2 separate regions of the Ovis aries genome follow, and region 1 is linked to region 2. A link is a contact called in public Hi-C data. All regions are on one chromosome and are shown on one strand. The core of a region is the stretch at or near the end of the contact, and the rest is flanking DNA. Distances in the headings are between cores, read along the strand shown.

Region 1 (7,459 bases), core at 4,825-7,324, 48 kb after region 2:
ACTGGCATTCTGGGAGGGAGAGGCGCAAGCCCCTGATGAGAGCTACAGAGAACCGTGAAGCAGGCTTGGGACATGGGTCCCAGGGACCAGGGCAGACACTGATGCAGACAGGATGCTCAGCATGCTTTCTGTGTATGTGACACTGGAATGGAGATCAGGAAGGAGGTGAGGGGGTAGCAAGCACAGGCTCATGGGTAAGATCATTCCAGACAGAAGGAGGGTCTCATTCAAAGGCCCTGGAGTGGGCTGTGTTTGGTCCTCTTAGAGCACAGGGGCTTCCCTGCCTGGTGGCTCAGACGGTGAAGAATCTGCCTGCAATGCAGGAGATGCTCGTTCTATCCCTGGTCGGGAAGATCCTCTGGGGAAGGGAATGGCAACCCACTCCAGTACTCTTGCCTGGAGAATCTCATGGACAGAGGAGCCTGGTGGGCAACAGTCCATGGGGTCGCAAAGAGTCGGACATGACTGAGCGACTCACACTTCCACTTTTTTTTCACAGAGCACAGAACAAAATCCTCACTAGAACAGAGAGCTAAAGGCAGAGAATCCCAGGAAACCTGCGTGTGGAGATAAATACCCAGGAGGTGATTTGTCTGGTCAGGAGTTCTCACTTGAAAGTTTTGAGAGATTGTTACTTTGCTTTTCAGAGATGCTCCCAGCTTGCACCGTCTGTCAGCTACGGTGCTGGCAGAGGGACCGCCTTGCTGGGCCTTCTCCAGCCACTGTGATTCCACCACCCAGCTCAGGTCTGTGTGGGGCAGAGGATAGGTGTGGCCCAGGGCCTGGGGTTCTGGATTCCACATAATGAGGCTTCTCGGGTGTTCTTGCAGAGGCGCTGCCAACCTGAGTCTGTGGCTGCAAACTGACCGGTACAGTTCTCACCACAGCCACATGGGATGGGAACTGGGTCAGCCCTCCGTGTTTTCTCCCCCAGATGAGGACACTAAGTAATGTGCCTGAGGTCACAGTTAAAGTGGCAAAGTTGGGATTCGAACCCAGGAATCTTGGGGGCATACTTCGTGTTCTGAATCAGTGCTCCGAACTCTGCCATGAGCAGCAATGCGGGGAGCCCTGGGCCCCAGTGCAAGGCTTTCCCTCGCCTCCCTGCACCCAACACTGGACAGCGTCGTGGACAGTATCTCATGGTTATGTGCTCTGCTATCAGGCGCCTGGCGCCCAGCTGCATGCTTGGCACAGAGTAGGGGCTGGGTAAGCGTACAGTCTGTCTTTAAAAATGAGAAAACTGGCCTAGATTTCTGCCCACCTCCCAAACCTTAAGAGAAAGATCCGTTCTTTTACTTACAAACGGTCTTACCCTAAGAAATCAATGTGCCGTCAGGGGTGTTTGAAATGGCACCAGGAGTGATCAGAAAGTTATTCCTTTGACGTCTGGCTCAATTTTATTTGAAATTCCAGGGGGGGAAAGGAGCTGGGTTCTTATTCAAATGCGATGGTGGGGGAGGGGCAGTAAATGAAGTGGCAGGAACCCCAGGCTGGCTGGGGCTCCTCAGAATGACAATGAGGCCTGCCCCGGCCAGTCTCATCCAGGCAGGCCTAACGAGATTAGATTTTCATAAATTTCAGACAGTGCCAATTCCTAATTCCTCAGTGTGCGGCCAGGAGGCCAGACAGGGCCGCCTGCACGGACTGCTTGTTAACCAGGGAGCACGCCGGCTGCCCCTCCGCCCGGAGCAGACACAGGGCAGGGGGCGGTAGGGGGGGGGTCGTCTGGTCTGGAAACCTCCTGTGGGCTGGCAGGAGCTGGGTGGACTCTGGCCCAGCTCTCCAGCCAAGGAAAGAGAAAAGATCTCCAGTATCCGGCTGCTTCTCCGATGATTAACTGAAAACCCAGTGATGGTTGTGCCCACACGTTGCATGGCAAATTTTGCACCAGCCCTCTCCCCATTTACAGCCAGGAAGCAGCCGGACAGGGGTTTGAACTGAGGCTCCTGCGTTTGGTTTAGGTCTGGCTCTTTCACTCAGAACAGGGGGCCATAAACTTGGTTGCAAAAGAATTGCATCTTCACCTTAACCACCCCTAACAGGAACATGGGTACCAAACCACAGGGCATCAGCAGCTACTTGGCAATCCGGTCGCCAGTAGAAACCACAGACTTCCGATCCATGGAAACCTGCTGGGTCGCATTTAATGTGATAGTATCCCAGGTCGCTTGTGTGATCCTGTATGTTCTTCCTATATCGAAAGTCTGATTGAGAGTTTGATAACTATATTTTGGTAGATTTGGGTTCCTTTTAAAGCCTCACATGAATTTTTATTCAGTTTAATTTTATTTTAAAATAAGCATTCTGAGACCTCATCCTGGCTCCCCCAGCTGCAGGGAAGGAAGCCATGGGGTCAGGACTGCTCTCTGACTCCTGGCCTGACGGGACCGACACTGCCCCTCGGTTTGTGGGAACTAAGTGGGGAGGGATGTCCTGTCCTGGGCAGGTGCTTGGCACTCAGATAGAGACAGAGGAGAAGGCAGCTGTGTCTTTATGCAGTTTCGTGGGAGGTGCCCAGGGCTCCCCCAAATGCATGGCACAAGGCCTTTCTAACAACCATCCTGTGACTTTCCTCTGTGCTGGTGGGGAGGTGGGAACCACTGGTCAAGATACTGGCTTCATGGACCACATGGCAAGTGATGCTCTAGGCAGTCTTGATCTACCCTGGCAAACAGTCCCATTCCACGCGAGTGCCTGACTTGAACCAACACCGTTCCTGACATTCTGGGACCATGGTACCCAGGACCATTGGGTGTGGGGCTGTCGGCCTAACCCATCCCTGAAAGCACAGGCTTGGGGGTTTGGGGTCTTGAACTGGCCAGTCATCTCCCTTCTTGCAGCCTCAGTTTCCTCATCTGTAAAGTTGGCGGCGGGGGTCATATTAGTGTTTATTTCACAGAATGCAGCTGAGGATTCAATAAGATGATACCCAAAGAGATTCGGGCCACACCTGGCCCTGAGGGGGCTCCCAGACACTACCCCTCATTAGTGTGAGGCGAGCTGGGAAAGGACCAGAGACGCCCGTATGCACACCTCAAAGTGACTGCATCCGTCCCTAGAGGAGGAGACACAAAAGCAGAGTCAGGCTGCTCCAGTGAGGTGGACGGAGCTATTAATTTGAAGTTATTCCATGAGGAAAGAAGACGCTCAATTAAATAAGAGTGACCTTACTTTGCATGTGGAAGATGGGCTTGGCCACCCCCCGAGAACCTGCTGCATCCGTCACCCACCCCAAGGGGAAAATTACCAAGAAAAATGACAGGACCGCTGCCCCATGGTAAGCGGACCTGACACCCAGATCAGAATGAGGGAAGTGTGATGTTTCCTCCCCAAAGACTCCTGTTCTCTGCGCAGGTCCTCTAAGCAGGGACTGGTGCCCGTAAGTCCAGCCACCACCCTGGGTGACCTTTTCTGACTGACCCTGGGACAGAGGCCCATGAAAGCATGCTCAGTGTTTCCAGGGCATCAGCCTGGATGAAGGGTGCCTGCTGTCCCAAAGGCATGGGGTTGTGATGGTGGTGACTGCGAACCACCCACTGTCTCCCGCCCTGTTCTGAGCCCTTGACATGTACTTCTTCATCTTTCTTGGAGCTCTCAGGGGTGCATATGCCCAGGGTCACACGGCCAGCAGCTGGCAGATGGAGGGCTAGGCATATTCTGAGGTGTTCCCGTGTAGGCGGGGGAACTGACAGATACTTCAGGAAAGCTGGGAGCATTTAGCAGGAGATAAAGGCCCTTTCCCCTCTCATTCCTTCAAGGAGGCTCTGGATTTGGGACTGGCCCTGCCCTTTGATCTGGAGGAACTGTCTGTGCCTTGGTTGGCTCGTCTACACAATAGAATGGTGATGGCTCTCGTAGACCTGGGGGAGGCGGGCTCAGCGCAGGGCGGTGCACATGTTGTACATGTTAGCATCCTGACTGTAGTCCCAGTGAGTGGTTGCTATGACAACAGGGAGTTTGGGCTGGGGACCAGCCCGCCACCCCCTCCTGCTCTGATTCCCCTTTGTTTGTGACCAGGCTTTGCTGTGAGCCCTGTGGTCACAGGAGAGTTGAACTGAGTGGAGGGCAGCAGTTGGACCTATCCCTTCCGCCAGTGTGCTAGGCACCTGGTCCCACGTCCAGGTAAAGGGAAGCCCGTGAGACTGAGGACGCTGAGGCAGGATCGGTGTGGCTCTGCATCTTGGGGGCTCCTCTCTTGGCTGGAAGTCTAGAAGCCACCCATCCTGCAGACTTTGGCCTCTCGTTGCTTTTAAAACTCTTTGAATATGCTGCCGGCGTTAAAGGCCAGGCAGCTTCACCAGCTGTTCCTAGGTTCTAGAGAGATGGGGAGTTGGGGCTGCACTGACCCAGCCTGCTTGGGGGCTGTCTGGCCTGCTGGGGTTTCAGCTAGCAGTGACTGTCTGGAGCACCCTGTTGACCTGATGAGGAGGAGCTCTTGCTCGATTAGTGATGCCTGCAGTGGGAGCAGGAGTGAGGAGCTGAGTATGAAGATCCAGAGAGGCCAGGCAGATGAGGTCAAGCAGAACTAGGGCCCCGGTGGAGCTTGGGGCAAGTGGACAGCACAGCCTGTGTTAAGAGGGTGTCCACCCACAGCTCTGTTTGTTGCTTGGGTGGGGACAGGACTGTGGATGCTAATGCCCTCAGGCCCCCCATTTGCCCCGTATTCCAGCAGATGCTTTCTGATGCATGTCCCAAAGAGGTGAGTTCATGTCCCCTGAAGGCAGAGTCTCCAGGAAGGAGCACCCTGAGTGTGAAAGTTCACTGTGCTATCCAGGGGACCAGAGCCCCCTCACCCCATGGCCAAGGTCAAGACACCCAGCCTAGGCTTATTTTTGCCTTACGGGTTGGGATGAATCACCTGTTGGTTGGGGGGCCTCTCCTGACCCCCTCAGTCCCCCTGTTTCCGTGTCTCCATGTCTTTCCACATGCTCAGTCGCTCAGTTGTGTCCGACTCTGCGTGACCCCATTGACTGTAGCCTGCCAGGCTCCTCTGTCCATGGGATTCTCCAGGCAAGAATACTGGAGTGTGTTGCCATGCCTTCCTCCAGGGGATCTTCCTGCAACCCATCACTTACATCTCCTGCATGGGCAGGTGGAGTCTTTACCACTAACACCACCTAGGAAGACCTCGTGTCTGTGCACAGCCTGGAATATACAGCTGGGTCCTGCTTGACCCTCTCTCTTCAGACATATGGGTTTGGACTGTCCTTGTTTGCTTTGGCTGGTATGCTGGGGAGCCTCATTGAGGGAGTGTTCCCTAAGTGCTGGCCATGTGGGCCCCCACACAGCCTCTCCCTTCCACTTGGGGAAACTGGGATGGACTCAGAGTGAGTGAGGGTCACAGAGCCAGCCTGGGCGTCCCCATGGAGTTCTGTGCCAGCCCCGGAGCTGCCTCAGGGACTCTGCAACCCTTAGGCGTCTCCTTTCCCTTCTGGCCACGACCCCAGGCCTCTGGCTTCCAAAATAGAGCCTGGAAGCACTTCGTGGTCCCCTGAGAATTTCGCCCCGTCGTCCCCCACGTGGATTTGTGTGGGGTTGTGGCCCAGGAACCAGTGCGGTCATGTTAGTGCCTTCAGCACCCTGGGCTCTTTTCTGGGGGTGATTCTCTCACTCTGACACTGCACCCCAGAAATCAGGTCCTCCCGCCCTTTGGGGGTCGGGAGAGCTGTGGGCTTTGTTCACGCCCACTCGGCCCGTGGGGCCTCATCTGTTGACCCAATAGGACACCTCCAGCCCTGTTGCCTCCCCACTGGATGTTACCTAGAGGAGGGCAGCGGCCTGGCCAGGAGCCTGCAGGCCGCGAGGCCTGGGACGGAGACAGAGACACAGACACCTCCCTTGCTTCAGGCCAGGCGTGGGCAGGGCCCCTGGAGACGGGCGGAGGAGGGCAAGGGTGCCTACCCCCAAGTCCAGGCCGGGGTGAAGAGTGCACGGTGTTGGGGGAGGGGTTGCAGGCCCCTCTGAGGAGGGGGCGTGGGTGTTGCACAAAGCCAGCCTGTGTGTCCCCTGAATGGGCAGCTTTATCCCAGGCCCTAGCGCACAGGCCCCAGACCAGCCTGTCTGGGGAGGCAGGAGGCGTGGCCACAGCCACTGGGTTCCAGGCCAACATCCTGGCCTTTGCCAGCTCAGGCCCCGCACCCTCCTGGCGGGAAAGGGAACGAGTCCCTCTGAGGGTTTGAGGCTTGTCCGATTTCCCGCCAGGCGGGGCCCAGCCTTCTCAGGCATCAGGAAGGACTCACTGAAATCCCTGGCTACTTCATCGTCCCTCCTGTCCCTCCCAGGGCAAGATAAGGATGTGAATCCCATCCCCACCCCCCAGGGCTGGAGCCAGGACCCAGGCTCCAGATGGAATTCTGGGTGCAGCAGTGGACATCCAATGAGGGAGTCAGCAGCGGGCAGTCTGTCACATGACCTGAACCTGGGTCCCCTCACCTGTGAGGCAGGATGATGAGAAAGCACCCATATATAGGCTCAGCCCTGCACAGAGACGCTCAGCCCTGGCACATTCTTTGTCCCTGTGGTCTTATGGACTGTAGGCTGTTAAGCAATACCTTGGCTCTCACCCTGTAGATTCTGGGAGTGCCTTCGGTTGTGTCACTAGTGACACCAGTCTGAGCCACTAGTGTCCTCAGACATTGCCACGTGTCCCCCGGGGGCAGACCCACTCAACTAACAGCATCACGCAGACTTTGGCACGTCTGGGCAAAAACGCTTAACATGGTGGGAGAAGGTGGGTGTCCCGCAGAGCCTGGGTAGGAAGAAGGGGTGGCCAGGGCTCCAAAGAGGGCTGTGGGCGGGCAGCGTGCAGAGGGGTCCTGCCGAACCAGCAGGAACGTCCACCCGGGACAAGTCGATCTCCGCTGGAAGCAGAGGCTGGTGGCAGGAAGGGCTGCCCTCACAGGCTCTGGCCAGGCCCCGGGTGAGTGGCACATGGCACACGGTGACACAGTGCACCTCACTGCCTGCTTTCGAGGCCCCACCTTCGCCCGCCCCCACTCCTCCAGCTTCTGTATGTCTGTCTGAGAAGAGGAAGCGCTGAGTCAGTGGCCCTGAGCTTGAACCTGTACCCCTGGGGAGACCTCGGCAAATTGCTTGTCAGTGCCAGGGGGCGGGGTGGGGGGAGGGTCTTCCTGCCTGCCCTCTGGAATCTGGGGAGACACATTTCCTGGCTTGTCCGTGGGCAGCCTTGGACCAGAGGAGGCTGGCTGTGCCCGCCCCCCCCCCCCCCCCGCCTCTCCGCAGCCAGGTCACTGCCCCGGCCCCCAGCCTCTCACCTGCCACTGCTGGGGGCTCTGCTGGCATTGCGCATGGCCACCTGCCGATCGGCCCAACACAGACCCGCTCGAGTCAGCAGAAACTGCCCCGACTCTGGCAGGATCAAAATAACCTCTTTCCTTTTCCAGCACTTGAGGGTTTTTCCGCCTTCTGGGGGAAAAAAACAAAACAACCCGAAAAA
Region 2 (7,064 bases), core at 3,542-6,041:
GCATATTTGTTGAGTGATTAAATGGACAAAAATGAAGTGGCCAGAAGAGGTCCTGGCACACAGGCAGTTTCCAATAAATGCTCTTATTAGTGTTTAAAAGGAAAACAAGACCCAAAAAATCATAAAAATACAAAGTCCCAAAATGCTAACTTGGGAACACCAACAGGCCCCTTAAACCACCAGCAGGACTAAGGGGTAGGGAGCTGGGGGAAAAAGTGACTTAGCCTGGAAGGGGTTTCCAAAGGTGGTGAGTTGGGAGTAGAAGTGGTTAAACCACTTCAGGCCATCGGAGACTGCTTCTGAAAAGGCAGCTCTGTCCCACAGGCCTGGGGGTGGCAGGCGTGAGAGGGCAGAGCTGGACCGCAGAGGCTGGGATCTGCCTTGTCCCCTCTGTCCGCTGTCAAAGCAGGCCCCAGCAGGTACAGTCAGGACACGGCCAGCCACCCTCAGCCAAAACCCACGCTGGCTTCCTTGGTCCCCTGACTGGCTGCCAACATGGGCCTGGCACCTAAGCAGGACGTCTGCAGGATTTGCCAGGCCCTTTGTTCAAAAATGATCAGTTATGAAGAATTTCAAGATGGTGACAGTAGAACATCAAACCAAGCACGGGGCCCTTCTGAGCATGAGACACTGGCACCTGGCTGGGTTGCACACCTGTGAAGCCATGTGGACGAAGCCCTGCCCTGCAGTGGGAGCGAGGCCTCTTCACTGGTCTGGACCACATGGTTTCTATCTGAAAACCTGCTTGTGGTGGATCCAGCCCCTGCTCAGGGCAGACAGCAGCATGTGCTGTTTGGAGGCCCTGAAACACCTGTGCCCAGCGGCTGTCTGGGAACACACACCCATTTCACAATCCCACCACCTGTAACTGGGTTGGGAAATGTGTTCTAAGTCCCAGATTTCCTTTAGTTTCCCTTCCACCAAGAACTTTGGCCTGGGCACTTACTGCCCCCAGGCTGGGGCTCCTTCCCTGCTGTCCCACTCTGCTGAGGGGCCATCTGGCCCCCTGGGATCCAGCTGCATCCAGGCTGAGTCCCTTTGTTCCTTTCTAACTCTTGTCCCTCTGAAACTATCACCTGGACTTACATGTTTACAAATCTGTTGTCTGTCTCACCTGCAAGCATCTGAGCCTCAGGAGGCCCCTAGGAAGATGCTCCATAAAGATGAGTTGAATGAAACTCCACCTCCTCTGAGTGGGCTACCCTGATTACCAACCCAGCCTCTATCTCATTGTTACCATGTCTGACGTAACTTAGTTTAGCTATGGATTTGCATGCCTGTCTATAGTCACTCTTGCCCACCCCACCCCCACAATGTCACATGAGGGTGGGGAGTTTGCTTTTCTATTTTTTAATTTATGGCCGTGCTGGGTCTTTGTAGCTGTGTGAGCTTTTCTCTAGTTGCAGCGAGTGGGGGCTACTCTTAGTTGCAGTGTGCAGGCTTCTCATTGCGGTGGCTTCTCTTGGTATGGAGCACAGCCTTAAGGGTAAGTAGGCTCAATAGTTTTGGCTCCCAGGCTTTAGAGCACAGGCTCAATGATTGTGGTGCTCGGGCTCAGTTGCTTCATGGCATGTGGGATCTTCCCAGACCAGGGATTGAACCAGAGGCCCTTGCATTGCAAGGTGGAGTCTTTACCCCCAAGCCACCTGGGAAGCCCGGGAGTTTGTTTGGGTAGCTGCCCTCTGTCTACTAGACCCAGCACAGCGCCTGGCACTGAAGACGGGCACAAAGGAAGGAAATTCTTTCTCCAGCTTTCAGTCTCCTTCCCATGGACTCAGGCTGGTCCTACAAAGGTGGGCCACCTCCTGCTTCCAAGATGGCAAGTTCTCCCACCCTGCCCACATCACCTCATTCCCTGCCTGGTCCAACAGTGGGCTCTGCCCTTCCTCATCACTGAATTCCTAGCATCACATAGGGCTGTGCCTGGCACACACAGGGTTGCCAGATTTAGCAAATAAAAACACAAGCCATCCAGTTAAATTTAAATTTCAGATAAGCAACACATAAATGTTTAGTGTAAGTATGTCCCACAAGATACACTTATACAACAAGCTGTTCATGGTTTGTCTGACATTCACATTGACCTGGCAGCCCCACGCACACATGAACTTCCATGAGTGTGGGTAGTCAGGTGCTTGCTTCTTCCAGAGCACCTCTGTCCCTGCCTGCTTCCTACTCAGCGAGGGGCCCTGTCATCATGGGAAGACTTTCCAGTTGTCAATGCCCTCATCTGTAAAAGAGAAAATAATATCATACCAGTTCCTCCCCTCCCAAGATTCTATGAGGATTAACTAGCCTAACTGCTAATATATAGATTGCTTGTGGCTCAGACAGTAAAGAATCTGCCTGCAGTGCAGGAGGCCTGGGTTCAATCCATGGATTGGGAAGATCCCCTGGAGAAGGAAATGGCTACCCACTCTAGTATTCTTGCCTGGAGAATCCTATGGACAGAGGAGCCTGGCGGGCTACAGTCCATGGGGTCGCAAAGAGTCAGACATGACTGAAGTTACTGAGCATGCATGCACGCTAATATATATTCAACCCTCTTCTTACCAACTTCAAAGCCACTGCCTCCTTCACCTCTTTGGATCACCCCAGGCAAAGACACTATTAGCATTCCCATTTTGAAGAGAAGGAAACTGAGGTCAGAGAGACGAAGGTACTCACTGAGGTCACATGACTGTATCCCACTCATCTTTGGAGGTGCAGTTGCCACCACCACACTGACACTCTGCATTAGGCCTCCAGGCAAAACTCACTTTGGAACCAGGATGGAGATCAATAACTCATCCCCGCTGACACCATCAAAACAGTGTGATCACAGTGTAGGTGCTCATTAAATGTTTCCGTGCTGTTGTCCCAGACAGATCAACCAGAGGTTGATATTGTGGATTTGTTTTTTTTCATCCACTGAATTAACTGGTTATTTTTGCCGGCCAGTGGTTTAACCTGGATTTTATAAAATGCTGCCCCATTTCCAAGGCAATCAACCTGTGTGATTCTTGTGGCCGGACAGGCCAGATCAGCTGTAAGACTTCAGGAGGGTAGAGACAGCCGCTCCTGGCCTCAGCCAATTCCTGGCACTCAGGGCTCGCTACAGCTCAGGGAATGTCTGTTGTTTGAATGACTCAAGGAATGGCTGAAAGGAGGGGCAATGCTGGTGACCCCCTGTGGCCTGACACGTGAATGGGGCTCAAGGTCATTCCCAGGCCCTGACAACATTCTCACTACCCCCCACCCCAGCCCTGCCCCCAAGGAATGCTCAAGACTCTCCTGCTTTTCCTCCAAGCTGCTGAAGTTAAACTGCAGCAAGACCTTCCCCCTCCTTCCTTAGACGTGTTGGTGAGACCTGCCTCTTCTTTAAGGGAGGGCCTGAGACTGCCATGAGTCTGTGACATGGGTCCCCTCCATGGTAAGTCCTGAGCAGGCCCCCCCTTCCGGGGCCCTGGGCTTTGAACCCTCTAGAAAAAGCTTTCGGTTTGTGCTAAGAAAGCAAGAGGCATCACTGTGCCCAGTTGCAGAAGAGACCTCACCACTTCCTGGGCTGGCTTTCTCTGAGTTCTGGGAAATACAGCTCTGGTTCCATAACTTTTAAGCCTCCCCCCACCACTGCTGCCCGCCCCCTCCCTGACCCCCTCCCCAATGCAAAACTTTTCTCTGCCTATTAAGAAAATTCCAGGCAGTACATGGATATGTGGAGGATATTTCAAGAACTAAAAATATTTGGGGTAGGGGGGTCTGACCTGGGTTCAGCTTAGAACTCCTCCATTGTGTGACACCCCCACCCCTCCAGTTTCCGTGTCTGTGTCAGATTGCCTTCTCGTTTGGCAAGTTTCTAGCACAAGGTAGTAAGTACTTGTTAAATAAATAGAGACTCAGGGCAGGGTCTAGGAAAGGACACACCGAATTGTTGAGAGGATGGAGATGTGCCAGGCAGGGGGGCCTCTTACATAATATTTTAATATCTTTTTAATTCCAGGAGAATGTGTTCTTGTAGCACTTGTGTAATTAAAACTTGAAATAAAAGTACACCCCCGCACTTCCTCCCCCGTCTTTAGAACTCCGGAGCCGCTTCTTTCCTCTTGCCCACCGCAGGCCAGTGGCCCTTTGGGCAGCAGACGTAGGGTGTGGATTCGCCCCGGGCCTCGCTGGCTGGGACAGTACAAGTCCCCGACACGTATTTACATGACAAGGGTTCCCGGGCGTTTTTCGGAGCAGTCCGGGGCGTGTCTACAGGAGTTCTAGTTTTCCCCAGTCGACCTCCTCTAGGTCGAGATAAATTGCGCGGGCGGCGCAGTGGGCTTGGGGCCTCTTGGAGCTGCAGATCTGGAATCGGGGAGTTGACAGCGAAATCAGGTAACGGACGACCTGAAGGGCTCCCCTCCTTTCCCTAATTTCCCCTGCCCCGAGTCCGAGGGACCTCGTGCTCCTTTGAAGGGGGACAAGCTTCCCCCCAAAGCCTCGGTCAAGGACCCCGAGGCCTGGGTTGGGGGGAACGCACCCACAAAGGCTGGGACCCAATCCCGCTCTCCCGGGCCTGGCCTGCGCGGGGCAGAGCTTCCAAACTGACCGCCGTTTGTGAGGGGACGCTGCACCCTTCTTTCGCCTCGCGGGTCCCGGGTCTACGCGGACCGCCTTGCTCTGGCCCTTTAAGAGCCCGCCCCCTTCCCCGTCACCCCGCCCCGCGGCCCGGGGAGGGGGTGCGGGAGAACCTCGGCGGGGATTGGCGCAGCGCGCGCCCCCTCCCCGGCCCCCGCGCGGTGGGAACCGGCAGCCCCGTCTAGCGCTGACGTCAGACCGTCTGCCTGCCTCCGACCGCGGTCTCGGAGCGAAACCCGATCTCCTTGGACTTGAATGAGGAGGAGGAGGCGGCGGCGGCGGAGGCGCTCGGCTGGGGGAAGCTAGCAGCAGAGGCTCAGCCCCGCTGGCAGCGCGCGCCCCGGCTGCCAGCCCATTTCCCGGACGCCACCCGCGGGCACTGCGGACGCCCCCGGGGCTGCGGAGGGGCAGCCGGGGGGTGCGCAGAGGAGCGCGGCCCCGAGCACTGAGTCCCACGGCGCCCCGGTAACTTGGCAGCGCCCGGAGCCCGGCGAGCCGGGGCGCGCCTTCCCCGCTGCGCGCCTCCTGCATGCGGGGCCCGAGCGCCGGGCGCCGGCCGGAGCCCCCCCCGGCCGCCCCCGAGCCCCCTGCGCCCCGCGCCGCGCCGCCGCGCCGTCCATGCACCGCTTGATGGGGGTCAACAGCACCGCCGCCGCCGCCGCCGCCGCCGGGCAGCCCAATGTCTCCTGCACGTGCAACTGCAAACGCTCTTTGTTCCAGAGCATGGAGATCAGTGAGTGACCCCGCGCCCCCCTCCCCGGAGGCCCCGTCAGGTTCGGACCCCGAATCGAGATGCAGATGCGGGCGGGGGCCCGAGCCGTGCGCGCCCCCTCGGGCTGTGCGCCCTGCGCCCCGGCTGCGCCCGCCGCGCCCCGGGCGCGCCCTCCCGGCTCGCGGCAGCTGGCGGCCGGCCCGGCTTTGTCCCGCGGCGCTGAGAGCCTGGCACGGCCCCCGCTGCCCGCGCCCCGCCCGCTGGGACTCGGACCCGGGGCCAAGCGGCGCAGAGGGCGGCAGGGCACCGCGCGCGGGAGGGCTGGGGCGGGTGGATCCGTGAAGTTTCCATTTTATTTCCCTAAGGGGCAGTCGCAATGGAGCAATTAGGCCGGCTCTTTATCAACTTTGGCTTGGGGGCAGGGGGGGAGTCGGGCGTGTGAGACACTGTCTGGCCTGCGCGGTGTCTGGAGCTCCGGGTGTGTGTCTGGAGTGTGCGTGGCGCTGTGGGTCTCGGTCTATGTGAGTGGGTTTCCGTGCCGTCCGTGGAGTGTGCTGTGACTGTGTGTCTCTGTTTGGGTCTCGGCTTCCCTCTGTGTGGCTGGCTGCCCCAGGAGTGTGTGACAGAGTCTTCTTGGTTTCTGAGTCCCTGTGTCCGGGTCTGGGTGCCTCTTTTGAGTGTGTGTGTCTCTCTGAGGGTCTGGGGACCATTTGTGTCCAGGTTTCCGAGTCCAGGGCTCAGCGCTGGCGAGACGTGGATCCTGAGTGTGTGTCATTGTGTGAGTGTCTGTGTCCCCGACGCACCTATAAATAGCCTCTGTCTGGACAGCTTGGCTCAGTCTGGCTGGGACGGTGGTTACAAATGAGTCAAAGTTTGGGGCTGTCTGTATTTGGGACTGCCTTGCTCCGAAAGGAGGAGGTAGACTTAGGGTGGGGAGGGGAGTGTTTGAAGCTTGGTGCTGACTGGCCCTGCACTCGGAGGAGTTGAGAGGGGAATAAGCCTGGAGTCCCAACATCTGTAGCCCACCCAGGTGGGCTTTGGTCTAGGTGGTGAATTGACTGCCACCCCCCAGGGGACTGCCTTCTAGCCTATATTCCCTTCCCCCGCCCATCCTTTTGGGGACCTCTTGCCTCTCTGAGCTTCCCAGTCTTTGCCCCCAGTCACTCCAGGCGGGGGTGGCACACAGCCCTTCTCCGCAAGGGCCAGCCTTCCAGCTGGGACCAGGAGTCCAGAGGCAGCCGCCACCAAGGCGAGGGCAGTCACTGGGTGACTCATAAGCCAGTTTCCGCAGGCGGCTGCCACAGTTTTCGGCCCCTGAGCCTGTACAGTGAAGCGCAAGAGGTAAAAATAACCCGTGACCGGCCAGGCTGGGGCAGGCTGGCTGGCTTTGGTGGTGGGTCCTTCCATCTGCTGGTCCCCCCCGCCTTCCCCGCCCTCCAGTCCTGGAATTGAAAGCCTTGCTCCCCCCAACTCCACCCCACCCCTCCCAGCTGCCCCACGCCAGGCCAGCGAGATGCCAGGAGAACCTGCCCAGAGCCAGCGTTTGCGGAATTGAGTTGCACTAAACCAGATTGCTTCCAAAGGCCCTTTGTGAACTCGGGAGGCTAATGAAATGCACGAGGATATTATTAAAATATGTTCGCACACGTTTGGAGAGCCTCGTTCCTCTGTGGTGCCTTATTTCTCCCCCTCCTGTAAAGCTGCCTTAGGAAGCTCCCCCTGCCCCACCAGGGGTTGGCAGTGGCAGCCAGAA

The links. Hi-C and Micro-C count contacts between places; a contact is called where the count stands out from the background.
Region 1: a contact with region 2 is called in a Hi-C map of hypothalamus, with 3 times the contacts expected there. The contact joins the enhancer-like site here to the promoter of PMEPA1 in region 2. A contact is called at or near these places in 6 of 16 Hi-C or Micro-C datasets (blood, hypothalamus, liver and 2 more).

Annotation. Positions count from the first base shown.
Region 1 is chr13:58,191,002-58,198,460 of ARS-UI_Ramb_v3.0, forward strand. The region is part of intron 1 of PMEPA1 (prostate transmembrane protein, androgen induced 1); the gene reads left to right. Among named protein-coding and RNA genes, the nearest start is that of ZBP1, 33 kb to the right of the region's middle. Within about 2 kb of position 6,075, at least 17 of the 54 cell types and tissues checked have an H3K27ac peak or open chromatin away from gene starts, as enhancers often do. A contact at or near this core is called in hypothalamus and liver, where this site is marked.
Region 2 is chr13:58,144,428-58,151,491 of ARS-UI_Ramb_v3.0, forward strand. It overlaps PMEPA1 (prostate transmembrane protein, androgen induced 1), which reads left to right and starts at 4,792. Exons shown (of 4, transcript XM_027977014.2): 1 at 4,792-5,372. The coding sequence starts at 5,279.